Regions from separate parts of the Mus musculus genome. Here regions 2, 3 and 4 are each linked to region 1. A link is a contact called in public HiChIP or PLAC-seq and promoter capture Hi-C data. All regions are on one chromosome and are shown on one strand. Each heading gives the region's core, a stretch centred on a gene start, on an enhancer-like site or on the middle of the called end of the contact. The rest is flanking DNA. Distances are from core to core; before and after follow the strand shown.

What was found. Promoter capture Hi-C pulls out the DNA fragments that hold promoters and counts their contacts. HiChIP or PLAC-seq counts read pairs in DNA pulled down with a chosen protein or histone mark.
Region 2: a promoter capture Hi-C map of liver shows a contact between it and region 1, with 5 times the contacts expected there. The contact joins the promoter of Tmed9 here to the promoter of Rmi1 in region 1. A contact is called at or near these places in 2 of 39 promoter capture datasets (liver and pre-B cells).
Region 3: an H3K27ac HiChIP or PLAC-seq map of extraembryonic endoderm stem cells shows a contact between it and region 1, with 9 times the contacts expected there. The contact joins the promoter of Txndc15 here to the promoter of Rmi1 in region 1. A contact is called at or near these places in 2 of 39 promoter capture datasets (liver and pre-B cells) and 1 of 115 datasets of contacts at active chromatin or transcription factors (extraembryonic endoderm stem cells).
Region 4: a promoter capture Hi-C map of the C10 cell line shows a contact between it and region 1, with 6 times the contacts expected there. The contact joins the promoter of Macroh2a1 here to the promoter of Rmi1 in region 1. A contact is called at or near these places in 2 of 39 promoter capture datasets (the C10 cell line and pre-B cells).

Annotation. Positions count from the first base shown.
Region 1 is chr13:58,399,527-58,406,379 of GRCm38.p6, forward strand. Rmi1 (RecQ mediated genome instability 1) reads left to right here and starts at 3,071. Exons shown (of 3, transcript NM_028904.3): 1 at 3,071-3,263. Hnrnpk (heterogeneous nuclear ribonucleoprotein K) reads right to left here and starts at 2,986. Exons shown (of 16, transcript NM_025279.3): 1 at 2,867-2,986; 2 at 807-891; 3 at 367-464. The coding sequence starts at 864.
Region 2 is chr13:55,589,572-55,596,424 of GRCm38.p6, forward strand. Tmed9 (transmembrane p24 trafficking protein 9) reads left to right here and starts at 3,564. Exons shown (of 5, transcript NM_026211.3): 1 at 3,564-3,786; 2 at 3,930-4,030; 3 at 5,134-5,259; 4 at 5,897-6,043. The coding sequence starts at 3,603.
Region 3 is chr13:55,711,273-55,718,125 of GRCm38.p6, forward strand. It overlaps Txndc15 (thioredoxin domain containing 15), which reads left to right and starts at 3,378. Exons shown (of 5, transcript NM_175150.3): 1 at 3,378-3,572; 2 at 6,520-6,853. The coding sequence starts at 3,506.
Region 4 is chr13:56,131,725-56,138,577 of GRCm38.p6, forward strand. It overlaps Macroh2a1 (macroH2A.1 histone), which reads right to left and starts at 3,826. Exons shown (of 9, transcript NM_001159513.1): 1 at 3,622-3,826.

The sequences.
Region 1 (6,853 bases), core at 1,821-4,320:
TTAAAACCTGTGTCTACAGTTACTCCACTCATCTCTCTAGCTGATCTGTGGTGGACCCTGGTAATAGGGCTTTCACCATTAAAATTTCAGCACTACCGGCAGTTCTGAAATCTGCTTATCATTAAGAACCACAACTAAATGTGATAGCGCACACTCGGAATCCCAGTAATCAAAGACAGAGGATCAAGAGCTCAAGGCCCGCCTCACCTGTGAGGGGTCTCAAAACAAATGAACCCTTTAAAAACCTTTTATTCAACGTGTTATAAAATTCTGAAAGGTTTCCAGAGCCAAAGCAGAGTTCAAAGTGAAAAAGCATCCATTTATATTTAACTACTAACCAACCTCCAAATTTTAAAGAGCTTATACCTTGCTCTGAAGCAAAATGCGCAATTCAACCATCTCATCAGTATTTCTAGATCTTTTAAAGGCTTGCTCCTCTTCCATATCTTCTGCAGGGCGTTTACCTAGAAATTAAAGTTTAAATTTTCAATTAGAAACATCCCCCAAGAAAGGGTAATTGAAGCCACTTTTTAAGTCCCTGCCTTTGTCTCCCTAATATCCCTAATATCAAAGGCCTTATTTTAATAAGTATTTCAAAGGATTAAAATGTTGGTTGGAAAAACTGTACTGCTTTTTAACCTGTGCAAGAAAAGGTTACTTCTTTTCATAAAAACCAACAGACAAACTCAAGACTACAAAAAAATGAAACTATATAAGAGGTAAACAGAACATATCAAAAACATTTATGGTAATTAAAGTAACAGAACAGAAAATACTAATTGGTTATAATTAAAGTATCTTCTCACCAAATTCACCATTGGTTTCGGTGTTGGGGAAGGTTTCTTCTGGCTGTTCGGTCTCCATTTTCTTGAATTAAATGGATCCACCAATCTGTTGAAAAATAAAGAAGCTAGCTAGTACATTGGCTTATCAGAAAGCAAACACTCTTTTGCTTAAAATCTTCCAAAAAAAAAAAAAAAAAAAAAGGATTCTGCTTCCAGCACACACAAGTGACATCCTAGTGCTACAGTAGTATATAAAAACAAGGTCTGATTCGAGGAAACTAAAATATTCCTAAAAGTGAACTGTTTTTAAAAACTATAATTGAGGAGAGACAGGCATAATGGACTTCTTTTAGACTAGATTGTCTCAATGAAGCACACCCTAACCACCTCCACCACCAGAGCCTTGCGCCCCCCCCCCCCGCAAGGGGTGTGGGGGACCAGTAATTCCGTCCTCAGCAACTTGCTTCATTTCATTACAACGGAAAAACTAGTCGACATATAATTTTGTTCACGAGACTAATTCTTGAAAAGACCACGTCTTATCACAAAACTAGTGTTATAGTAGGGCTAGTAGTAATTTTTTCCCCGCCTTTGGTCGTGACTGACAACACTAATCAATGAAATCTGCCAACTTTAAAAAACTTAGCGGCAAATACAAGGTACATTGAACTTTCAGACACAGAAATCTAAAGAACCAGATGGAAACGACCACCATTATTCAGCAAAGCCACGGAATCTTTAATCACCAACACCATTATTTTAGGCAACGTAAAAAAGGCTATTTCCCAACAATTTTACCTCTAACCCAACTCTCCAAGACTGCAACCAAACCATCACAACTGGTCCAGTTAACTCGTAGTCCTACCAAAGCCAAGGACCAACACAGGATCTTAAAGTCGAGGCATCACCCTCATGCCTTCTCCTATTCCAAAACGCCGGCAGCAAATGACGATCCCTCTGGGGACCACTTTAAATGCAGAGATCGGCCGGCCACTCCGCTAAACCCCCGGCCGCGGGGGTAAATGGATTCAGGCAAATCAGCCGGGTCTACGCACACAAACAGGCCCAGCCAGCCCTCTCGTCCCGCGGCCGCTGTTCCCACAGCGCGCTGGTGTTAACAGGTCCGCCGAGCGAGACCGACCGCGCGCGCTCGCCTCCCGCCCACGGGCCGGGCCTGGAAGCAGCGGCCAGCGACCGTCGCCGAGCGGCGAGCCTCTCCTCACCCGGATCCGACAGGAAATGGCGGCCCGCGTAATGGCGACTACGTGCGACTAGGCGGAGTCGCGCGAGACCCCCCTCCCCCACCCAGCACGCGGGCTCGCGAGCGCCCGTCCCCCGCACCTCCCCCACCACCCGAGACAAAGCCGCCGCGGCCGCCCCATCGGCCCCGCCGCGCAGCACCCCCCACCCCGGAGGTGGGGTGAGGAGGGAGGCCCACGCCGTGGAGGGACAAAGGGCGGCCGGGGCGCACACACACACACCACACCCGCGAGTCCACCGGACGGCCCGGCGCTCCCTCCACACGGGGCGCCCGCGTCGCAAACCCACAGGCCTCTCCTTCCCGGGTCCCTCAAGCCACCTAGCGCCGGCACGCCAACCGCAGGGGCACGCTCGGGGAAATGGCGGCGGTGGGGGGAGGGGAACCCGGGCAACGTTCCCCGGCGGGCCACGGCCGCCCCGAACGCCACCCCGGACAGCCGACTACGGCGTCCGACCCCGCTCCAGCCAGCGCGACCCGCCCGTCCCGCTCACCGCGCGAGTCCGCCGTTGCCTCCCGGCCGCGCCGCCTCCGACGGTCGGTCACTGCTAGACAGAGAACGAGGACAAACCCCCTCCCACTTCAGCGTCGCGCCCCATTGGCTGCCCAGGCTTCGGCGGTGGTGCGAGCGCGAAGCGATTGGCCCGTGGCCGCGTCAATTACGGCGCCGAGAACCCCGCCTTCCGCCGGCGACTCCCTTTGGGCTGGAAGGCCGCGGGCCTGAGAAAACTCGGGCATGGGGATAGCCCAAGCCGCCATCCCGGGGCGCCAACCCGCTCCGGGGACTCGCTACCCCGAAGCCCTAGCCCACCCAGATACCTACAGGCCGCAATCGAGTGGGAGACGAGCACGACGGCGACGTCCGTGCAGCGGAGAAGCAGAGGATAATGGCGTCTGCAGCGCTGTCGCCTGTAGCGCCCTCCTCCTTTCTCGTTCGCGCACTCTGTGGTGAGGGGGAGGGGAGTAGTGACAGACCTCTCGCGAGACTTCAGCGGCGCTGCTCACGTGTGCCGGGAGGGGCGACTGCGGGGGGATTTTCGAGCCCCGAGGGAGTTTGGCGCGATTGGAGGAGGGACGGTCGCCCCGTGAGCGCCCGATTGGGCGGGAAGAAGTGAAAGAGGGAAAAGAGAACCCAGCTGGGAACGGGAGAGGGAGAGCGGCGCGCGGCCCTGGGATCACGCTGCGGTGCGAGGCGAGGCGAGGCGAGGCGGGAAGGCCAGGTCGGTCGGTGCTCCGCCCGGGTTCCGCAGCTACCCGTTGTCGCGTCTCGCTCGCCCCCTCCCTCCCCGGCGCTGCGGGCTCTGCGCCCCCTCCGCGGCGCCCGGGAAACCCGCTGTGCTAACGGCTCCCCCGGCGGGGAGGGCGGGGGAGGGCTGGAAGCGGCGCCCGCTCCCAGGGAGCCCGGGGCTTACTTCCGTGTTGGGCCGGTGCGATGCAGACCCCCCGGGAACGCCGCGTAGGGAATGCCCGCGCGTCCGTGCTGCAGCGCTCCCTGGGACCCTCCCTGAGAAAGCTCGCAGGCACACTGCCCCGCCATGGCTGCCCCACCAGGGGAAGGGAGGGTCACTGCGGGTGCTCGCCTCGCTCCTCATCCTCACAGCAGAGCTCCACGGTCCCCAGACTCTGGCTGATGTCCGGATGTCAGCCTGTAGGGGTGACCTCCAGTTAGCGAGGCGTGTGTGCGAGCGCACCCTGTCCTACCTTTCCCTCGAATAATCCCAAAATGTGCACACCGGCCAGCACCCTGTAAATCGCTCCGTTACAGAGCGGTCGAGCCATCCTTTACCTAACTGACAGAAGAGACTGGGGCTTGAGGATCTGGTGAGGGGGCTCTCGTTCTGAGACAGCCTAGTGTAGCCCTGGCTGTCGTGGGATCCTGTAGATCTCCTGCCGCTGCCTCTCAAACGCTGGCATTAAAAGCGTGTGCCCCCACTCCTGGCTCAAGATTTTTCATATGGTGGTTTTTGACCCGGAGGGTCTCTCAAGAGATCCACCTGCCTCGTCCTCCCAAAGCAGGGATTAAAGGCAAGCGTAACCATGGCCAGCTAAAGTTAGTATTTCTTTTTTTCTTTTTCTTTTTTTTTTTTTTTTTTCCGAGACAGGGTTTCTCTGTGTAGTCTTGGCTGTCCTGGAACTCTGTAGACCAGGCTGGCCTCGAACTCAGAAATCCAATGCCTCTGCCTCCCAAGTGCTGGGAGTAAAAGCGTGTGCCACCACTGCCCGGCAAGTTAGTATTTCTAGTACAACATTTTTTTTTTCCGAGGCAAGGTTTCTCCGTGTAACCCTGGCTGGTCTGGAACTCAGAGATCCCCCTGTCTCTGCCTCCCGAGTGCTGAGATTATTGCCTGCATAGCCGCCTCCACCACCCCGCTAACAACTTTTTTTGTAAATGAGAAGTGGGAATCTAAAGGAAACTACAGAAATTGTCTTGACTAGTCTCTAGTGAGAAGTTGCTTCCTCAAGATTTCATGGCAGGATTGTTCTTGCGCCCACCCCCACCCCCCAGTTATACCTGTTTGTTTTCTTCTCTCACTTTTTTAGGTTTTCTCTTTGAGTAATCAAAGTGTCTTTTGTCCGTCCTTCATTTTCTATTTAGAGTTGGAGGTTTTCAATTCCTTATTAAAACCTCAGACTGTAGCTCAGTGGTGTAGCACACTGAGTGCGGAGGCCCTGGATTTGGGTGTCACAACAAAGCCCATGCCACTTTGTTTCCTTTAGTGGCTCCTGGGTAACCATTAACCTAATGCTTTAGTATCAATTTGGATTCAGTATGACTTAGCTGTGAGATTTAATATAATTTCAACAGTTCAGTAGCTGGCTGAGAAAATATTTGAAATACTGTAGGCACCATACCCCGAGTTCTGTCCTGTTTGCCACTTTGTGCTGACAATTCAATGCTTATTACAGTACTTTGAATACATTGTGGGTTTTGTTTTATGTGTGAGGGAGTTTTTTGAAAAGTAGAATAAACTATGATGGTTCATGCCTTTGATCATAGCAGCTGGGAAGCAGAGATGTGAATCTGTGAGTTCTAGGTCAGCCAGAGCTACATAGTCAAACTGTCTCAAGAAACAAACAAAACTAAGGTAAGAGGGCAGACAGGTGAGATGGAGCAGTGGGTGAAGGTGTTGGCTGCCAAGGTAAATTTCATCTCCAGGATGGGGGAAGACCAGACCTTACTCTCTTGACCTCTAACCTCCACACATGTGTATATAATGAAAAAAAGTTTTAAAAAGTATTGAGGATAGAAACCATATTCAAGATGACAGAACAGAGCTGGGTTAGAGACTCCTAAGTGGGATTTTCTCTCTAGTTTTATTTTTATTTATTTTTTCCTCAAGATAAGGGTTTCTCAGTGTACCCCTGGCTGGAACTTCTTCTGTAGACCCAGGCAGTCCTCAAACCCTGAGATTTGCTTGCCTCTGCCTTCTGAGTGCTGGGAATAAAGGCATGTGCCACCAGCCAAGCTTTGTGGCTACTTCTTATGTCAACAGTAATATAACGGTTTTATCCCTATAAAAGGTAAGGTCTATTACCTTCCCAGAACTCTAAAGTCATCTTAGTGTCTTTAACAAGTTAAAATGGTGTTAGAAGTAAGTGCTTATTTATTTATTTATTTATTTAAACATTTTGTAGTGTGACTAAGTGGGAGCCAGGGGATAACCCTGTGGGACAACCCTGTGCAGAGTTCTCTTCTACCCTATTGGACCATAGGAGTAGACTCATCGTTACATTTAGTGGCAGGTACCTTTACCTGCTAAGCCATCTTTCTTAGCCCAACTTATTTTTTAAAGGAAAATAATAGAAACATAAAATGGATATAAATCTTTGTTACTGATTTAAGATCTCAGCTATTGATTGAATGCCACATACAATATCTAGGAATGGTGTTCTATTAAAAAAATCTGAATCTGATTAAAAATTAATCATTGAGCCAAGTATGCCTAAACCTTAGTGGTAATTAGCAGAATTTTCCTACTTGGTTCTGTTTAAGTCTTAGTAGTTTTTAGAATGTAAATATGTATTAGTAGCCAAATATCAGGTACAAAGGTTAATAAAAGTATTTTTTCTTACTATAAAAGTGGTGAGGATTAAGTTTTGTAACTTTATATGTTGCTATTATGCTAAGGAAATACGAATATATTTTTCACGTCATTAAATAGTCCCTAAAAAATGTTAGAGCTGGGTGTGATGGTATATTCCTTTAATCCCAGAACTTGGGAGGCAGGTTCGAATAGATCTCAGTGGAGACCAGTCTGGTCTGCATAGAGAGGTCCAAAGTCGCATAAAAGGAGAGGCCCTGTCTCAACAAAACAAAACAAAACAAAACTTGAAGGTCTAGAGGGATGGTTCCTGGTCTAAGAACTTAACTGCTCTTCCAGAGGATTGGAGTAACTCCCAGCAGTGTGTAATATCCAACTCCAAGGGACCTGACCCCCACCTCCTTGAGCATCTGCACTTGTGCACATGCCTCCACCTCCCCACATATACCTTATACCACCCCACACACTTAAACATGTTTAAAAATCTGAAGACTACACAGCCTTCTATTTCATAGACATAATGTATGTTTTTGCTTGATAACATTCAAACCCCCTCAAATATATAAATATTGATAAGCTTTGTCAGATAAGCATTCCAGTGTCTTTTGTTCCTCTTCCCTCATCCCTCTCCTCTTTCCTCCTAAATCCTAGAGATTGAGCCCAAGGCTGCAGATACACCTGTTCTTGTCTTTATTTCTGATCTTTTAATATTGGTTCTGGAAAGTAAAAGGTGTGTGTTACAGGATATAAACTTAATGTTCAATTTA
Region 2 (6,853 bases), core at 2,314-4,813, 2.8 Mb before region 1:
TCCACTTAGATTTGACCTTAGTACAAGGAGATAGGAATGGATTGATTCACATTCTTCCACATGAAAACCACCAGTTGTGCCAGCACCATTTGTTGAAAATGCTGTCTTTCTTCCACTGGATGGTTTTAGCTCCCTTGTCGAAGATCAAGTGACCACAGGTGTGTGGGTTCATTTTTGGGTCTTCAATTCTATTCCATTGGTCTACTTGTCTGTCACTATACCAGTACCATGCAGTTTTTAATCACAATTGCTCTGTAGTAAAGCTTTAGGTCAGGCATGGTGATTCCACCAGAGGTTCTTTTATCCTTGAGAAGAGTTTTTGCTATCCTAGGTTTTTTGTTATTCCAGATGAATTTGCAGATTGCTCTTTCTAGTTCGTTGAAGAATTGAGTTGGAATTTTGATGGGGATTGCATTGAATCTGTAGATTGCTTTTGGCAAGATAGCCATTTTTACAATGTTGATCCTGCCAATCCATGAGCATGGGAGATCTTTCCATCTTCTGAGGTCTTCTTTAATTTCTTTCTTCAGAGACTTGAAGTTCTTATCATACAGATCTTTCATTTCCTTAGAGTCACTCCAAAATATTTTATATTATTTGTGACTATTGAGAAGGGTGTTGTTTCCCTAATTTCTTTCTCAGCCTGTTTAATCTTTGTGTAGAGATAGGTCATTGACTTGTTTGTTACTCTGATACCTAAACCACAGAAAGATCCAACAAAGATAGAGAACTTCAGACCAATTTCCCTTATGAATATTCATGCAAAAATACTCAATAAAATTCTCACTAACTGAATCCAAGAACACGTTAAAACAATCATCCATCCTGACCAAGTAGGTTTTATTCCAGGGATGCAGGGATGGTTTAATATACAGAAATCCATCAACGTAATCCATTATATAAACAAACTCAAAGACAAAAACCACATAATCATCTCGCTAGATGCGGAAAAAGCATTCGACAAGATCCAACACCCATTCATGATAAAAGTCTTGGAAAGATCAGGAATTCAAGGCCCATACCTAAACATGATAAAAGCAATCTACCGCAAACCAGTAGCCAACATCAAAGTAAATGGTGAGAAGCTGGAAGCAATCCTACTAAAATCAGGGACTAGACAAGGCTGCCCACTTTCTCCCTACCTATTCAACATTGTACTTGAAGTCCTTGCCAGAGCAATTTGACAACAAAAGGAGATCAAGGGGATACAAATTGGAAAAGATGAAGTCAAAATAACACTTTTTGCAGATGATATGATAGTATATATAAGTGACCCTAAAAATTCCACCAGAGAACGTCTAAACCTGATAAACAGCTTCGGTGAAGTAGCTGGATATAAAATTAACTCCTTTCTTTCTTTCTTTCTTTCTTTCTTTCTTTCTTTCTTTCTTTCTTTCTTTCTTTTTTAAATGAGTGCTCTATCTGCATGCACACCTGCGTGCCAAAAGAGGGCATCCCATTACAGATGGATGTGAGCTACCATGTAGTTTCTGGGAATTGAACTCAGGCCCTCTGGAAGAGCAGCCAGTGCTGACCCATCTCTCCAGCCCTGTTTCTACAGTTCTTTAGCACAAGCCCTTTCCCCCACTCCAAAGCTAGAGCCCTCCATGTTCAGACCACAAACTTGTTCCTGTTCCTACCATTTTAATTCCTGTTTGGGAGTTGCCACACAGACTCTATAGGACAACTTCTTCCCTGCTGAAGCATTTACCACATTAGCAAGAAACCTGAACAACTTTTGCTTTACTCTGTTTTTGGTTGCTTGTTTAGTTTGTTGTTGTTGTTGTTATATAAGGTGAGGCTGAGAAAGCATCTCTGAAGTGCAATGAGAAGCAGTACTAACACTGCTGCCCCTAAAGAGGCAGCTGATATGGATGGGACCACAGGGCAGGAAGCATAGGGGATGACGTTGGCAGATCAGACTGGCCACTTCTGCCACTGTAGCTGCTGGTTCTCATGGATTATAGAGGAAATTGTTTGAGCTCTACAATCTGTACAAGTGCTTCATTGAGACCTCCTATACCCCAGAGGCCTGGAAGGGAGATGAGATCTAGCTATTCTGCAATTTCTCCTCATCAGCATTTCTGTGCTGCCCTCTGGATCTCCTGATCTCTGGAATCTCTCTGCACTATGAGCCTGTTCAGTAAAAGTTCCATGCATTCTTGTCTCAGCTACAATGTGGGACTCCCTCTTCTTGCCTGTGTGGGCTTTCCTTATCTCTATCAATCCAAAGCCTAGAGAGGAATGTGTATCCTTTATCAACCCTACAAGCATGAAGAGATTAATTTAATCCCAGCACTAGGGAGGCAGAGGTAGACAGAGCTCTATAAGATCAAGAAGGACAGCCTGGTCTGTTGTGATCATAAAAAGAGAGCGAGCTATAAGAATATGTTCTGGCGGGGTGTGGGGGAAGAGGTTGCCTTAGTGGGCCCATGCCAAGGCATCCCTTCCCCCTGAGGGACCAGACCACACTGGTATAGTATAGAATAGTTTATTTAGGGCATGGGGAAGGCAGTTAAGAGAGTAGCAGAGGCAGAGAGAAGGAGAGAGTAAAGAAGTAGGGGCTGGCCATGGCGACGTGAAGAGAGAGGGGAAGGGAATAAAGAGCAAAGGGAAAGAGGCAAGAGAGTAAGAGAGTAAGAGAGAGAGGAGGGGCCAAGCAGCCCCTTTTATAGAGCCAGGACTACCTGACTGTTGCCAGGTAACTGTGGGGCGGAGCATACTTGGCTTCTGCCAGGAACTGTGGGGGTGGAGTTTAGAGAGATACCAACATGGTCTACCTATCAAGGTCAGAGCCAGGCAGGGCTACATAGTTAGACTGTCTCAAGAAAAAAAAAAAAAAAGATGCCACAATGTATCTACTTAGTACAGACAAAGGTATTGGTGAACAACAAACACAAGACATACATAAACAACACAATGATAGTTATAAATCTTATTAATGATTAAATTAAATGTAAGTGGCATAAACCCTACAATTAAAAGGTAGAACTTGGCAAGATGGCGTTCAAAAGGCATGATCTAATTGCATGTTGCCCCTAAGAGGTTCATTTTGGAATATAAAGTAATGATATGAGTGGGAAAGAATAGACAGTGCAAATAGTAACCGAGAGTAGGATGGCTGAACATAGTGTTGTGTGCACCTTATATCCCAACCTTAAGAGTCAGAAAGATCCCTACAAATTTCAGGCCGGGGGGAGTTTGCATTGTAAATTCCAGTGAGGCAAAGCAACATAGCAAGACCCTGTGTCAAATCAAATAAAAGTAAAGAGGGATGGGGAGAGGATGGGCAAGAGGGAGAGTTGTATTACTATTGGGTGAAACAGGTTCGAACCTTGCCTCCGCTTATATGTTGCGCAGGCTGACAACTATTATCAGTCATCTCGCTATTTGGCTAAACCGAAGAAAATCCTTCCATTTTGGAGACCCCAGTCCTCAGCTTGCAGAAACCAGCCCCAATCAGGTACTGCCGCGCGGAGGCGTGGTGTATCTAGGGACTTGTAGTCCATGCGGCGGAACTCGCAGTCCCGGCAGGCACTGCGGTGGCCTCCGCTGGGCTACGTGGCTCGGCAGTCTGCGCCTGCGCAGGCAGGTGGGGCAAGATGGCTGCGGTGCGAGGCGTGCGGGTTGTCGGAAGCTCACCGGGTCTCTTGCTGGGGAGAGGGATGCGGGCCTTCCTGCTACTGCTGTGGCTTGCAGCCCGCGGAAGCGCGCTGTATTTCCACATCGGAGAAACAGAAAAGAAGTGCTTCATTGAGGAGATTCCGGACGAGACCATGGTCATCGGTGCGGGGGCGCAGGGAAGCGTTTGGGACAAGTCAGTGGTCCTGGGGCGGAGGGGGATGCGACCTGTTCCGGGTAGCTAGCCTGGCCGCGAACCCCGCACCTCTTCGAGCTTATTTCATCTTCCTTTTTCCGCCTGTCTCCAGGAAATTACCGGACGCAGCTGTATGACAAACAGCGGGAGGAGTACCAGCCAGCCACCCCTGGGCTTGGCATGTTCGTAGAGGTAAAAGACCCCGAGGACAAGGTAAGCTGGCCCTTACCCGCTCCGGTACTTCTTTGTTAGTTTCCTTATCTGTTCGATCGAGAATTTTAGTTGGTGTTGTGGGAAGATACCGGATCTTCTCTAGGAACTTGGGCCGCGGTTTCTGGACAGGTTCAGTTCACAACTTCTCAGTGACCTCTGAGTGACTCCCCCAATTCGGCTGCTTTCCCTAGCCTGTGAAATGGAAGCTCACTTACTCTAGCGATAAGTGTATTAATTGCAGTCAGTGATGGATACCAAAAAGTTGCTAATGCTAAAGTTGTTGTTTAGGCCTTAATTTCACAAAACAGAACACCTTTCAGTTTTGACAAATAATGTTTTAAAGACAAAAGGCAAAATAGTTTTGTTGTCACTAACCATCAGAATAGTTGTGGAAGTTATTTTTGACATCACCATTCATCCAAGCGCCTGGAGAGATGGCTGAGCATCAAGGAAGAGCATTTGCAGCCAGGCAAATGCTCTTAAAGCTGGCCCATGCCTTTAATCCCAGCACTTGGAGGGCAGAGACAGTTGGATCTCTCTGAGTTCCAGGCCAGCCTGGTCAACAGAGTGAGTTTCAGGACACCCAATGCTAACATTCACACAAATAAAGAAAAAAAAATACTTAAAAAAATTAACAGGCATAAAAACAAACAAACAGCCGGGCGGTGGTGGCCTTTAATCCCAGCACTTGGGAGGCAGAGACAGGTGGATTTCTGAGTTCGAGGCCAGCCTGGTCTACAAAGTGAGTTCCAGGACAGCCAGGACTACACAGAGAAACCCTGTCTCGAAAAACCAAAAAAAAACCCCAAAAACTAAAAACAAAACAAAACAGCAACATGGTGGTCATGCTGCCCCTGGAAGGTAGAGGCAGGCCAGCTCCGCCTGGGGAGCAGTTACTCGCCAGCCTGATGTCAGACCCTTCAACCCTGCCCCAGATTGTTGCGATCATTTTATGCCTGTGGCTGAGTACCCTTGGGTCCTTTAGTGCTGTGACGTGCCCAAGGCTCTCCTTGCAGACTCTTGTGGTACTCAGAGCTTTTATCCCCATTTTTTCCTAGTCTCCTGGCAGCATCACTGACTGAAATCCTCCCTGTTATCTATAGGTCATCCTGGCCCGGCAGTATGGCTCTGAGGGCAGGTTCACCTTCACCTCCCACACCCCTGGTGAGCACCAGATCTGTCTTCACTCAAATTCCACCAAGTTCTCCCTCTTTGCCGGAGGGATGCTGGTAAGTAGGTCCATGGGTGACCAAAGGCTTTCAGGCAGTATACCCTGCTTAGGACTGGGCATTTGTACCGTGAGTGTGGCAGGTACTGGATTTTGTGCCTTTTAAAGCATTGGATTGCCAGAGGGCATACAGGGCATAGTGACTGATCAGTTTGTATAGCCATTTCTTACGACCGTAATAGTGTGCTTTTATTTTTATACAAGGCATACATATCCTGCTGTATACTTTATCATCTCTAGGTTACGTATAACCCCTAATGCAGTGTTAGTGATATATGTGGCATATGAATTGATCTAAAGAATGACCAAAAAGGCTTCATTCTCAGTACAAATATGTTTTTTGAATCTGTGTCTTTGCTCTTTGAAGTTTTTCTGTTCTTGGGAAGCCACAGCTACAAAGAACAAATGGTGTGAACATGGGTATTAACAAACAGTGTGAACATAGGTCAGAGTGTGAGCCCCAAGCTTATTATTTTCACTCGTATACCCGGAGCCCCATAGCATTGAGGGTGTCTCAGTGTGTGATCTGAATTTAACAAAAAGAAAGAGAAAAAAGGGAAGGTAGACAGATCAGCTGCCAGTCCGGCAGTCAGAGGCAGCAGGCCCGCCTCACTCTCTTCTCACTCTTCCCTCCCCAGAGGGTTCACCTTGACATCCAAGTGGGCGAACATGCAAACGACTATGCAGAAATTGCTGCCAAGGACAAGCTGAGCGAGCTGCAGCTGAGGGTGCGACAGCTGGTGGAGCAAGTGGAGCAGATCCAAAAGGAGCAGAACTACCAGCGGGTGAGTGCTGGGTGAGTGCCGGCTCGGCCGGCCGCCCGGTGGGTGGCAAGCTCTGCTGCTAGGAGTTGCAGGAAAGACTCTTTATGGAAGCCCAGGGGACTTACCTATGCCAGAGTGCAGGTCTAAAAGGTGACTGTGTGTTACAGAGTCCATTTGTAATCGAGCCGCAGCCTCGTAAGAGCCTGGCTTCACAGGAAATCACAGTGACAAACAGGAGAAGAGCATGATAATACCAGCACCTTAGCAGCCGTTTTAAAGGTTCTAGGTGTCCCCAGAATCTAAAGCCTCTGAATTTTTCCTGACCAGGAACCAGGCAGGTATCATGAATGAATTGTAGTTGATGGGCAGTGACCCATCTAAACAGGAAAAATTATACAGTGTCTGCTACGGCCTCCCAGTAGTAAAGGTAGTTCTGAGATTTTAGCTTCCCACTTACCGCCCCCCACCCCCTTTATTTTAATTATTTTTTATTTTTTTGGTTTTTGGAGACAGGGTTTCTCTGTATAGCCCTGGCTATCCTGGGACTCACTTTATGGACTAGACTGGCCTCGAACTCAGAAATCTACGTGCCTCTGCCTCCCGAATGCTGGGATTAAAGGCATGCACCACCAGGCCCGGCTATTTTAATTTTTAAATATTTATTTATTTATTTATTTTTGTTGAGAGGAGGTTTCTCTGTGTCCTGGAACTTGCTTTGTAGGCCAGGCTGGCCTTGAATTCACAGATATTTACCTGCCTCTGCCCCCATCCCCACCCCCCCAGTGCTAGGACTAAAGGCGTGTACCACCACTGCCTGACAGGAGACTGAAT
Region 3 (6,853 bases), core at 2,128-4,627, 2.7 Mb before region 1:
TCTGAGTTCAAGGCCAGCCTGGACTACAGAGTGAGTTCCAGGACAGCCAGGGCTACACAGAGAAACCTTGTCTCAAAACAAACAAACAAACAAACAAACAAACAAACAACCCCAAACCAAACAAACCAAAAACCAAAAAAACTAACAACAACAACTACAAAACCAGAAGGTAGTCACTTCACATTTCTGCACCCACGCTGTTTCTCTTTCTGCTGGGTATGGTGGTCACACTCACAGTCATAGCACTTGGGAAGCCAAGGCAGGAGATCAAGAATTCAAAGCCTGCTGGCTACACACAGAGAAATTGTCTTTAAAAAGCAAACAAAGGGGCTGGCGAGATGGCTCAGCAGGTAAGAGCACCTGACTGCTCTTCAGAAGGTCCTGAGTTCAAATCCCAGCAACCATCCGTAACGAGATCTGACTCCCTCTTCTGGTGTGTCTGAAGGCAGCTACAGTGTACTTACATATAATAAATAAATAAATCTTAAAAAAAAAAAGCAAACAAGGGCTTTCAGAGCATGTACTACTACTATTACTGCAGCTGTCCTATGTTGCAGGAAATATTAAAAATTAACACGCCAACTCTCCGTGCTCCTTCTCTCAATCCCCCAACTCCCCGGCTGGGCTGGACCATGCTCCTGTGCTCCAGCCACCAGCAACTCTCTCCAGCTACCCCCCCCCTCCTGCAACATCTGGCTGAACCATTAGTTCCCTTCCCACTATCGGTGGTCCCACATTCCAGTAACCAAGTAAGGCAAAACTCTTGAAGCTTATAATTAACCAGTCAGATTTGTGTATCAGTAAATCCTTAATTTATAAGAAGCCAATACAATAATTTAGAACCAATTGATAATGATAAAAGCTTTATCCCAGTTATTCTGATCTTATGATATCATAACTACCTGTGGCTGGGTAAAGCCATGGCTGGTTTATGTCCTCCATTCTCCTCCCTCTTTCCTCCCCCAGACTCTGTGTCTCTGCAACTCTTAGTGCTGCCTCCCTTTTCCTTGTCCAACCACAGGCCTTCTGCTGCCCTAATGTGATTAGGCAGGGAAAAATCCTGCAACAGTCCTGGGTTCCGTTCCTGGCACCCACAGCAAGTAGCTCACAGCTGCCTATGGCTTCAGTTTTAGAAGATCCAGTGTCATCTGGCTTCCCTCAGGCATCTACATGCCTGTGGTGCATTTAAGTACATGCAAACCCACATAAATCCATTTAAAAAATAAACCTGAAAACACCGTAACTAGAAACAAATCCTATGAATCATGCATTTGCGAAGAGCTTAGCGAGATGCCCCTTGTTTCTCAAGAGAGCTGGCACAGGCTGGTAGTGACAGGGAGCCTTACTCTTTATTTTATTATTATTATTATTATTATTATTATTATTATTATTATTATTATTTGGTTTTTCGAGACAGGGTTTCTCTGTGTAGCCCTGGCTGTCCCAGAGCTCACTTTGTAGACCAGGCCGAACTCAGAAATCTGCCTGCCTCTGCCTCTGCCTCCCAAGTGCTGGGATTAAAGGCGTGCGCCACCACCGCCCAGTTACTCTTTATTTTTGAGACAATTTCACTATCTCTCCCTAGATGGTCTGGACCCTGTATATAGACCAGGTTGGGCCTGTAACCCTGAGATCCTCCTGCCTCTGCCTCCAGAGTGCTGAGATTAAGATTTATTTACTTTTTTAAAAAAAGACTTACTTATTATATGTAAGTAGACATCTTTAGACACTCCAGAAGAGGGCACCAGATCTCATTACAGATGGTTGTGAGCCACCATGTGGTTGCTGGGGTTTGAACTCGGCCTTCGGAAGAGCAGTTAGTGTTCCTAACCGCTGAGCCATCTCTCCAGCCCACTAGCTTGCTCTTTATGGTTTGCTCAGCCTGTTTTCTTATAGAACCCAGAATCAACATGCCTGGGTGGCCCCACCTACAATGGGCTGACCCTCCCACATCAGTCACTAATTAGGAAAATGCTCTGTAGGTTTCCTACAGCCCCACCATATGGAGGCATTTTCTCAGTTGAGGTTCCCTCCTCAGATGACCGTAATTTCCCATTTTGTCAAGATTGTAGTAAAAATTAAACTTTTATTAAAATTTTTTATTTAAATAAAAATTATTTACATTTTATGTTTCTGGGTGCTTTGCTTGCTTGTATATATGTGTGCACAGTATGGTACTGATGGAGGCAGTACTGGATCCTAGGAGCTGGAGGTGAAGAAGGCTGTGAGCTGCCATGTGGGTGCTGGAGATCAAACCCTGGTCCTGTGTTCTTAATGAGTGAGTCACTCCTCCAGGCTCAGGCTCTGAGCTTTAAATGCCAGACACTTACAGGACTTAAGTACTCAGGTTAGAGGCACATGCTTTGGAGTTTGAGTGACAGTGGACTAGTACCCAGCTACTAAGTTACTAAGTATTACAGCGTCTTGACTCAGATTGCCAAGACCTTTGGTTCATAACCCTTGGCCTTCTTCGAGAGCAGTATGTACTCTTAATCTCAAAGTTATCTTCCCCTCTCCCCTCCCCCTTTCTGCTCTCATCTCTTCAACTCCCTTCCCCTCCACTCTTTTCTCCTTCCTTTTCCCACCTCTCATTTTTGAGACAAGGTCTCATTCTGAAGCCCAGGCCAGTTCTGGAATTCATGATGTAGCCCAGACTGGCTTGGAACCCACAGTAATTCTCCTGCCAGAAGAGGGCATCAGATCTCATTATGGATGGTTGTGAGCCACCATGTGGTTGCTGGGATTTGAATTCAGGACCTCTTGAAGAGCAGTCATTGCTCTTAACTGCTGAGCCATCTCTCCAGCCCCCCTAAGTGTCATTATCTTAGGAGTCCCAGTGTTAAAACCAACCAACCAATTTGCCAGAAGTAGCAAATTATAGGATAGACAGTTACATACACACATACAGCAGTTATGCGAAGTTCAAATTTTTTTTTTTTTTTTAAAACTTCAGTCTTCGGACCTTCGGAAGAGCAGTCGGGTGCTCTTACCCACTGAGCCATCTCACCAGCCCGCGAAGTTCAAATTTAACTGGATCTATCCTCTGTCTGGCAACACAAGCTAGTGCAACATGCTGAAGTAATACATCAGACTATCTGTGATTTCCCAAGGTTCTGTCCCTCCTCCATTGTGCACAAGTTTCTTGGCCTTTTTGTCTCTTGAAATGAAAGGTATTAACTCCGCACACAGGTTCAGTACGTGTCGCAAGCAGCGAGGAGTTCTCATGGGAATGGCTATTGATGGCTGCTCGAATCCTACTTTGATACTTGTTCCCCAAAAGCGGCTTCCAGTACAGGTCGCACAGGCCTGGCTAGAGGCCGACCGCCCGACTCCAAGATGGCGTCTGCAGCGTCGGCCAGGAGTCAAGATGGCGGCCCGCGGCCACGCCTGCGCTCTGGGCTCTCCTCCCCGTAGTCTCCCTGGGGCGGGGGGTGCGACTCCGGTTGCCGGTGCGCCGATTTTCTTCCACCGCGGTGGCTGTCGCCGCGGCTCCCTGTCGCGCGCCATGCAACTCCTCTGCTGGTGGCAAGTCCTGCTGTGGGTGCTGGGCCTTCCGGCCCACGGCCTGGAGGGTGAGTGCGGATCGGGGTCCGGCGAAGGCGGCTGCGTGGGGCGACGCGCTGCCACCCGCGGGCGGTGCGGGACGGTGCGTGGCGGTGGGGGTGCTGGGCGGCGGAGGCCGAGCCTGCCCAGGCCCCTCGGCGGGCCTGGCCCGATACCCTCTGCGATGCGCACTTTATGATCAGCCGTCAAACGCAGACACCTGACTTTTGTTGTGTCCTGATTAGAATCCCAGAGCTCAGATCTCCTCCAGTCCTTCCAGCCGCCGCGGGAGACTGCTTCCGTTAATACCTTCATTTCACAGGCTGGAGACGAGGAGGCTCGGAGGGAATAAGCTATTTGCCTGTTCGCACTTAGTAGTAATATCAGAGCCTGAGGTCTCTCCGACTTCAAAGTTCACGCTGGAGTTCGCTCTTGCTGGGCCACTGTTTGAAAGTGGCCACTCTAGATTAGTTGGGATCTGTCTGAAGAAAACACCAAAAACCAACATCAGATTCCTGGGGCCCGTGTTTATGTGGGGACCCCTTTAAGTGGGTAAAGGAGCCACTCTGTGCTAGAGTGGGGAGCAGAGAGAGGCCTTCTTAGTTCATGGCTCTTTTATCCACTCCTATTAAAAGACCATTTCTTTCTTTCTTTTCTTTTGGATTCATTTATTTATTTTTAGTTGATTAGTTAGTATTTTTTTGAGACAATGTTTCTCTCTGGAACCTGGCTGTCCTAGAAATTACTCTGTAGGCCAGAGATCAAGAGATCTGCTTGTCTCTGCCTCCCGAGTGCTGGGATTAAATTCCACCACTGCCTGATTTACATCAAACATTTTTTGTTGCTATTGTCCTTTGTTTTGAGACAGCTCAGACCGACCCCCCCTCCCCCCAATCCTCCTGCCTGCCTAGGGCTGTTTCCATTTAGGGATGCCCAACCTGGAACTGAGACTCAGGACCTAAATCCTCTTTCAATATTATGCAGCCATAGATGAGGGCCTGAGATGGAAGCCAGTGTCTGTCAGATCTCACAGCCAAAAATTGAAATTTTCAATCTATTTAATCACTAGCCTTTAAAATGAAGATGTAAGTGGGGCAGTGGTGGTGCACACCTTTAATCCCAGCATTTGGGAGGCAGAGGCAGTCGGATTTCTGAGTTCGAGGCCAGCCTGGTCTACAAAGTGAGTTCCAGGACAGCCGGGGCTGTACAGAGAAACCCTGTCTCGAAAAACCAAAAAAAAAAAAAAAAAAAAAAAAAAGATGATATATGGAATAGTTGGCTCTCTAGACTTCTTTCTCAAAAAGAAGGCACTGGAACAAGCAGAGAATGGGGTCAGAGTGTTGTAATAAGTCTCGGCACCCTCCATCAGTGTTTATTACAGGCCTGTGGTGTTCCTGACCAGAAAGCAGCAAGGCTGGGAAACTGCTCCCTTTGGCCTGTGCTAGCTGTCTGAAGGTTCTAGACGGGTTCAGCAGCTGCCACCAGATGTGGTGGCACAGGCCTGTGATCTTACCCCAGCGTAGGTGGAGGCAGAAGGCTGGGGAGTTCAAAGCCTGTAGCAGACAAAAGAAACAGAACAATATTAGGTTTTTAGTTTCTCTACATTCAGTGCATACATTAATAGTTCCTCACTAAATACTCAGATTTCCCAGAGTTAGTAGTCATTGTGAACTCCTTGCAAAATGCACTATTCCTTCACACATTCGTACAGACCCTGAAGATACCACAGACTGACTAGGGTATTGGTCACGTGGTTAGGCTATAGCCTGGGCATAAAGGAACCTTCACAGCTGGTTCCTCCTCAGAGTGGCTGAAAATACAAGGCTTCCCCCTCCCTCACACCCCCAGCTACTATTGAGGGACTAGCATCTGGTTTTAGGGGTGCTGCCCAGGGACCTAGGAATGAGAGTGAACAACTGCCCTTGAGTTCCAAGATCCTGTAGTCATCTTTACTAGGGAGTCTGTCAGTGGATTGCTATTTTGTTACTTTCTTGGGGGCATGTGTCACAATGTAGCTCATTCTAGTTTGAAGTCACAGAAATCCCCCTACCACAGGTTCCCTGTAACTGGGATTTTAGGAGTGATCTACCACGCTCAGTTCACTGAGTCTTTCCATGAATTCTGTGCATTGGACTGCTGGGCCCCAGTATGCATAGGAGGGTTAGACAAAGTGGAGGGCCTGCCTTCCAATGTGGAGAGCAAGGCAGGTATCAAATGGATACAAATTATTAAGTGAATTCTAAGGGGGGATACATCAAGGGAAGCCCAGAGCATTGTTGGGTGCCATCTGGAGACTGCTTACCCTGCTGTAAAGGGTAGGATGGATGTCCTTGTGGAAGTGAAAGTTAGTGCTTCCATCTGAAGGATCCTGGATTTGCCTGGAGATGGAGAGGTGGTGCAGAGGACTTTCTTAGCTGAGAAACCATTCTCAGGAACGGTCCAAGGCAGAATGGGGGACAGTGGGAGTGATCAGGGACCAGGCAATCACACAGGGCAGGGGATGCCGCTCAAAGAGTTTTAAACTGGGGAGAAGCAAGATCAGGTCTGAGCAGGTCTGAAGGGAGATGGACTAAGAGCGGGTGCCCAGGAGAAACTACGGATCTGGAGTGCCAGCTTAGTTAGGAGAGTAGATTAGGGTTTACCCCCCACCCCCAGTAATTGTCAAAGCCAAATAAAATAACCATAGTCAGAGTCTCATTCATTTGGTAGACCAGGCTGGCCTCGAACTCAGAAATCCACCTGCCTCTGCCTCTCAAGTGCTGGGATTAAAGGTGTCTGCCACCACTGCCCGGCTCCTGGCATCTTTTTTACAGCATCTTTGCTTGTGGTCTCCAGAACTGGAGATGGTAGTGGCTCTCTTATAGTAAAATGGAAAATTTTCACCATCCGGGTGAGTCTCATTTTGGAAGACAATTGTAAGTTTTTGGGGTTCATTTGCTTTCAAGTCAGATGTGACAGTATGCTGCCCTGCTTTAGTTGCAGAGGACAGTGGTCACCCCTGGCGGGAGGAGCGGCCTGTCCCTGCTCTCCAGGTAGGAGCTGTGTATCTGCATGAAGAGGAGGTTGCTCAGGACCATCGGGACCAGGCAAGAGCGGCGGAACCCATGGAGGCCTCTCTGGGTCCGCGCGGAGATCCCATGGTGGTGCTGTCAGTGGTCCCTGGGGCAGCTGAGGACCAACGGAGCCCCGAGGCCCACGATGGCACCTGCAGTGCGCAGGGAGAGGAGGACCCGAGCTGTGGCCGAGAGAACCTCTTCGGGCTGCAGGGGGCAGGCGGCTTCCAGGATCGGGAAGAGGAGTACTATGCTGA
Region 4 (6,853 bases), core at 2,576-5,075, 2.3 Mb before region 1:
CCAAAGGCTAAGGACTTACAGCCATGGCTGGTGGGTATGGTCTGGAGCCTTCTCTGGGATTATTCCTTAACACCCATTTGTGAAGACCCATCTGTCAAGTTGCTGTAAAAGCCGAGACCATCAAAAGTCAGGGAGTTTGTGCCACCTTAGGAGTTCCCAGGAAGAGAAGGTCCTGATGGCTGAGAGACAAGTCACACAAAGGATTATGGCTGTGGCCATCTTTGATCCTGTTTACTGTCCCTCTCAGCACTGAGTAATTCCAGCCAGAGGAAACTGGCGAGCCCCAGTTGCTGGAGCAGAGACAGCCTTTCTCAGGGGTGACCAATGTTTTCACCAGCACAATGAGAAGCCAGCATCTACAAAAGTTCTGGGCTGCCTTCATAGGTGTCCTGGAATGCATACAGCCTGCAGGTTGTAGGCTGTACATGGAACCAGTCAGGGCACTCAAACCAGGGGAATGATCAATTCTGAAGCCTTCATCATCTAAGCTACAAATATATACATACCCATTCTAAAGGAAGATATTGGTTAGGACTACTAGGGAGTTGCATCAGAGAACCTGTCTATGTGTGGAGGAATCTCATCTGTGTCCAAACACTGTCAGTGAGTCCCACCTGCTCTATTCCCTGCAGCCGAATGAATGTCTGTATCCATGTGCATGCCACCTTCCTTGTCTACTCTGACCGTAAAGGCAAGGCAGAGGCAGTCCGTTCTGCAGGGGAGGATGGTGATTCTGTGTGCAGTAATCTCCATTTACTTCTGTCCTGCTAGAATATCAGCACTGGCACTGCTCTTATGTCCCCAGGGGCATGTGGCTATGCTGCACAAGCCAAGGCACTGTGACTGGCTCGGAACAGGAACCAGTCCTTGTACTCTAGTCGGTCAGGAAGGATTTCTCCCCATCCATCAAACACTAAATCACAGAGTGAGCAGTCTACAACCAAAGGAGGGGCTGCACACAGAAGAGATTGGGGCACACAGACGGACGCTGCTCATGTCCCACTTCTAGTGGTGGAGGAAAAGCAAACCCCAAACCCAAGTACCACTCGCAAGCAGGAAACAGCTTGTAGCTGGGGCCCGACTGCACTGTACTTCCTGAGCTCTGTGGAGGGACGGGTCCTGCACTGTAAAGGCAGCTTTGCCACTATCTCCTCCCCCTCCACACCCCCGGTAAAGACTGTGCTATGACAGCTCCAAAAAAAAGTTTTTTTTAAAAAAGCCATTAGAAGAATATGTGACCTTAAGAGAGCAAGAGCCGAGCCAGGCCAAGTATTTGGAAGCTTCCAGGTATTTGCTACACAGGGATCCCAACTAAGAGTGAGAGTAGGCCTGACCACTGCTCTCTGTCTCCTCTCTTGCTCAAATCCCTTTGGGGGTTCCTGGCTGCTCTTAGGATCAGCTGTGGTTCTGATGGGATTCCGTGGAGTATCCCCTGTCCTCGCCTGACCCTGCTACCCTGAGCCTCTAGCTTTCCCTCACAGGTTATCTTCTACAACTGGCACACGTGGTTTCTCCGGCCTCGGTCACGTGCCCCCATCTGTCCTGCTTTGGCCAGCAAACTCCCCCCCTTGATCTTTCCAAGGCAGATGGAGCTCAACCCCACTTACACAACTGTCCCTCCTCTACTGATGTCCAGCCGGCTCTCCAGGGCAGGGCCTGGCATTTCTTGCTCATGATTATTTCCTAACCCCGACATAATCACCTTTGGGGACATACTAGTAAGACACCAACCAGGCAGGGCTGCTCTCAGCAAGCAAGTTATAGGACTCTTTGGAATGAAGAGTTGGCCCACTTAGCTGCACTTACAGGAGCTGTAGCAGGAGCCCCCGCCCCTAAGCCTACAGAACGAAGGTGGTGGGTTTAACAGGTAAGGGTCCACCTCAGCCCCACCCCTTCCCATTTCATATTTCATTAATGGGCTCTGAAAAGCCCATCAAAAGCCAAAGGCTACTGCAAACCTCTGAACATCACATACAGATTAGTAGTTTCTCTCTTTAAATAAATCTTTCATCGACTTGGGGCACCATCAGCTCCAAGCTTGTCCCTAGGGGAGGCAGAAATGGCTTTCTAGGACCTGAGAAAATGGCAGACTGAACTGTACCACTCCCTAAAGCTGGCCCACGTAGTAGAAAGTAAGCCAGTAAGGAAGTTATCATATGTGAATTTCCAGACCAATCTCAGTGTGATACAGTGTGAGCTCTCCCTTCCTGGTGAAAACTATGACCTAGCTCGTAGCAAAATGAGAAAGAGGGAAAGTTTAAAATCTCGGGAGACTCCTCATCCTTAAGGGGAAAAAATCCCCACAAGTTGAAAAGGTTGATCGAGTCAGAGGTTGTGTGTAAGCCCAGTTGCTGTTGCTCAATTGGTCAATTGTGGACAAGCTGTAGTAACTCCAGTAGCGAGTATGAGGGTGTCCATTTCAGAACTAACCGCAACTTTGACTGCACACCTTAAGGTGAACCTACAGGAAATTTAGTTGGGTTTGGACTTTTGTCTTCCACTCCAGCACAGACTTTCAAAACTGGGACTCCATGCTGCAGTGTCTACAAACAAAACACTTCCTCTCTTTTAACAGTAAAACCTCAAACCACAGAGGTGTCAGCAAGAGGGAAACCGAAGAGGAGAACCCCTCTAATTGTCTATTCTTCTAAGCTGTTTTATTAGATCGTTAAAATCTTACAAAGACTTCATAATGATTGTAATTGTTGGAGACGAGATCTGCCTCAACTGCTTGTTCAAAAGTTACACCGTCAAACCTAGAAAACACTTTCCCCTGCATTTCTTCAAAGACTCTTTCAAGCAATCTTCTGCCCAGCAGTGAGATATCGGTGGTCTCTGCAGGAGTGGGCGCTGGGCTCAGCATCTTGCACACCTGTTGTCAGGTGACACCGTCAGCAGCATCCCGCGCCTCCCATCTCTACTCACCCCACCCCCAGAGACTCTCAGCTGTCCCTCTGCGCGCGGGGAGCCTCCAGTCTTCCAGAGTCACCTTAAAAATAACACCTCCCCAGCACAAAGCAAACAAAAGGCGAGCGAGAGCCGCGGGGCTTCCATAGCTCCTCTCCAGCCCGCCCCGGCCTGGGATTCCGTCCGCGAGTGGTCCCCAGGCCTCGCCTGCTCAGGCCTCGCGGCGGGTGCCCCACCAGCCGGCCTCACAACGGCCTGTGGCTCGCGCCCCACTTTATTGTGCCCGGGAGGGCACGCGCGGGCCGGCGGCGCACGAGCAAGTAAACTCTGAGCACAGCAGCTCCGGGCCCGGGCGGAACGGCTGGTCACGGCCTCCGGGCCTCGGTGCCCTCGGGCCCACGCCATCCCTGGCTCTCCCTCCCGGGCAGAGGGGGAGACCCGATCAGCCCCTTGCCCACAAAGCGCCCCGGCGGGGGTAGGGGTGCGTCTCCGAGCGAAGTTGGTTTCCGGGTTTGCTTTCCGAACAAAACCATCCGGACCCGCACGCTGCCCCGGGCAGGGCCTTGGCGGACTCCGGGCGGCCCGAGGTCCGAGGGTAACCGCCGGAGCTTCCCGGGCGCCAGGCAGTGCCCCGCGCGCGGCAGCAGTCGGGCGCGCGGGGCCCAGACGGGGCGGACCGGCAGCCTGCGGCTCCGAGGCCCGCGCGGCACTTACCGGGCGGCTGCACGGTGAGGGGCCCGAGGCCGGTCGGCCGCTTGCGCCGGTCCGCTCCGCACTCCTGCCTGGCCGCCCACGCCTCCTCGCTTCCCGCCCGCGCGTCCCGCGCTCGCGCCCTCCGCCCGGCTCCGCTGGAACCAGTGAACTGGAACCACTCGCGGCGGCCCCGGGATTCCCACAATGCACAGCGCGCCGCTCGTCACATCCCTTCCCGGCCTCGCGCGTCCGGCCACCCCTCCCCGCGCCACTCGGCGCCCCGGCCTTGACCCCGGCCTGCCTCGGGCCGCGGACGCCAACGACGCCAGCCTCGGTTGTACCCAGGCCTTGGTGCTCTGCGCCGCCCCCCCCCCCCGCCCCCAGGCATCGGTCTGCGCGCGGGAGCTGCAGGGGTCCGGCCTCAGAAAGGTGCCTGTAGGTAGCGCGGCTCTGCAAGCGTCTGCTGTGAGCACCTACTGTGTGTCTGGTGTCCCCTTGTCCCCAGTAGCCTCGTCCACAAAGAGGGAGGGTAGAACAATTGCTGTGACCAGGGATCTTCTTCTGCCCGGTCAGCACCAACTCCGCGCCTCAATCCAGCCTCCTGACTTTTTAAATACAAGGCAGCTGTGTGCCCCAAGATCAGCTACCGTAGCTCAACTCCCTTGATCAGTGGGATTCTACAGAGCTGGCCTCAAAGTCTGGTCTTGCTTTGCTCGTGGAATCGGTTAGCTACCTCCACCAAGCAAACGTTTGTTGACTACTGGCTCCAAGTGGAGACTTACTGATTTAAACAGTTGATACTTTTATTACATATTAAGGTGGTGGGGTGGGTGTCAGCCAGAGAAAGGGCAGCAACATCTATCCACAAAACTAAAGACTCTCCTTCAGGCCCAGGCTACACTAGAATATTAGCAGGTTTTTGGTTTGTGACCCTTTAACAGCTGGGCCATCTCTCCAACCCTAGCGCATTTTATAGACACAAAAAGCATTGTCTAAAGCCCCTGGCCCATGCATTCATTATTTCAAGTAAATATCTGGGACATTCTGCACACCATGCATAAACTTGAGTGTAGTTGTGAAATGGTGAACAGAACTGGCAACTCCCACCCCACCCCACTCCACCCTACCCCCATCCCGCTTTCCTGGAGCTTACAGTCTGGTGGGAAAAGAAAGGCAAGAGACAAAGGAATCACACATTACAGAGTATAAATTCTCAGAGGAAACAAGGTAGGAAAAAAAAATCCTAGGAAAGGTAAGCAGGGGTGTATTTGGTAGTCTTGAGGCTGAAGAGATGGATGGCTCCGTGTATAACAGCACTTCGTGCTCTTGCAGAGGGCCAGGATTCTGTTCCCAGGATTCATTTGTGTGGTCCTGATAACTCCACTGGGGGGGGGGGGGGGGCTCCAGTGCACTCTTCTGACATCCATGAATATCAGGCACCACGGGGTGCACATACACACAAGTAGGCAAAACACTCAAACACACAGAATAAAGTAAGTCCATCTAACCTTTTAAAAAGAGCGAGTTTCAGTAAGAAAGAAACATTTCTGGAAAGGCCTGAGGGAGTAGAGGGAGCAAGCAAGCCATGGAACGGGTACTGAGGAGGAGTACTCCAAACATGAAACTCCAAAACTATTATGGGCTGGAGTATGAAAATGAAGTCCAGAAAATGGAGGGGAAATGGCTGGACTTCTTGTCACTGTAGCAAATTAAAGGAACAATTTAAAAGAGAAATGTTTTTATTTTTGACTAAGTTTCAGGTTTTAACCCATAGTCCATGGCTCTAATGACTAGGCCATATTGGAGAGCAGAGCATCAAAATGGCAGAGTGACAGAGGCTACTCACCTCATGGCAAACAGGAAGCTAAGGGAGGGAGTCAGGACAATATATACTCCAGTGATGGACCCTCTGTAACCTAACTCCTCCCACTAGGGCTCGCATCCTAAAGTTTCCAAGATGTCCTCAAGTAGTGTAACCAGCTAAAGACCATGTCTTCAGTGAACTTGAGGTAAAGGTGGGCATTTCATTTTCGAGCCATGATATCTGCTCGTGGGTCCTAAAGGCTCAGGATCATCTCAAGAGTTTCAGTGGTCTTGGTTATTTTCAACGTTGTTCAAACTTTCAAGTCTAAAACCTTGAGACTCCAGGCAAACTCTTTCAACTGTGAGCCCCTAGAGCTTCCTGATGCTGTGACCCTTTAATATGGTTCCTCATGTTGTGGTGACCCCCCCCCCATTCCCAACCATAACATGAGTCTCATTGCTACTTCACAACTGCAAGTTTTCTACTGCTATGAGTCATAGTGCAAATATCTGACACTCAGGATGGCTGATAGGTGAACCCTGGGAAAGGGTCATTTGACTCCCAAGGGAGTCATGACCCTCAGGTTCAGAAGCATCGCCCTATAGAATTGAAAAGCCACTTACATACTTCTAACATGCAATGGCTTGGAACAAACTCTCCCGTTCTGAACAGGGAGAGGGGGAGCATTGAAAGGAGGGATGAAACAAAGAAAGACTGGAACTTACTATGTCTGGGATCCGGGACAAGGTGAGTTGCTCACTGTAAACCTGGCTAAAAGCATCAAGTGACAGCCATGCCACACTTCTATACTACAGTGAGTCCTCCTCCATCAGATTTGTTAATTGTTTAAACTCATTCCCCTATGTCTCAGGATACAGACAACATGTCATAAACATGGGCTCAGTCTCCTGTGAAGTCATTGTTCTCAACTGAAAGCTCACAGGCACAGTGTGTACTGTCCACATTCCTTTCCATTCTGGTCTTCTGCGCTCCTATCAGAACCATCTCTTCAGTTCTGCTCACAGGGCTGGACAGTTGGTTCAGTGATTAAGAGCACTTGCTGTTCTTTCGAAGGACCCGGGTTCAATTCCCAGCAACCCACCAGGAGGCTCAGTACTTCCTCAGGCACCAGGCATGCATGTGGTACACAGGCACACGTGCAGGCAGAGCACTCATATGAATAAAATGAACTTTTAAAAGATTTAAATTCTGCTTCCGAAATTCTAGGACTTGTCCAACCCAACATCACCAAACTCTTTATAATTCCTCTCACAGGCCAGGTGGAAAGACATCTAAACCACATAGTATTTCTCATATACTACTGTCCCAGCTTGGTCATAGCTTTATTGTTATTATTATCATTATTATTATTGCCAAATAACTGAAAGAAGCAAATCAAGAGAGGAAAGCTTTATCCAGACTTACAATCCCAGAGCATCACAGCAGGCG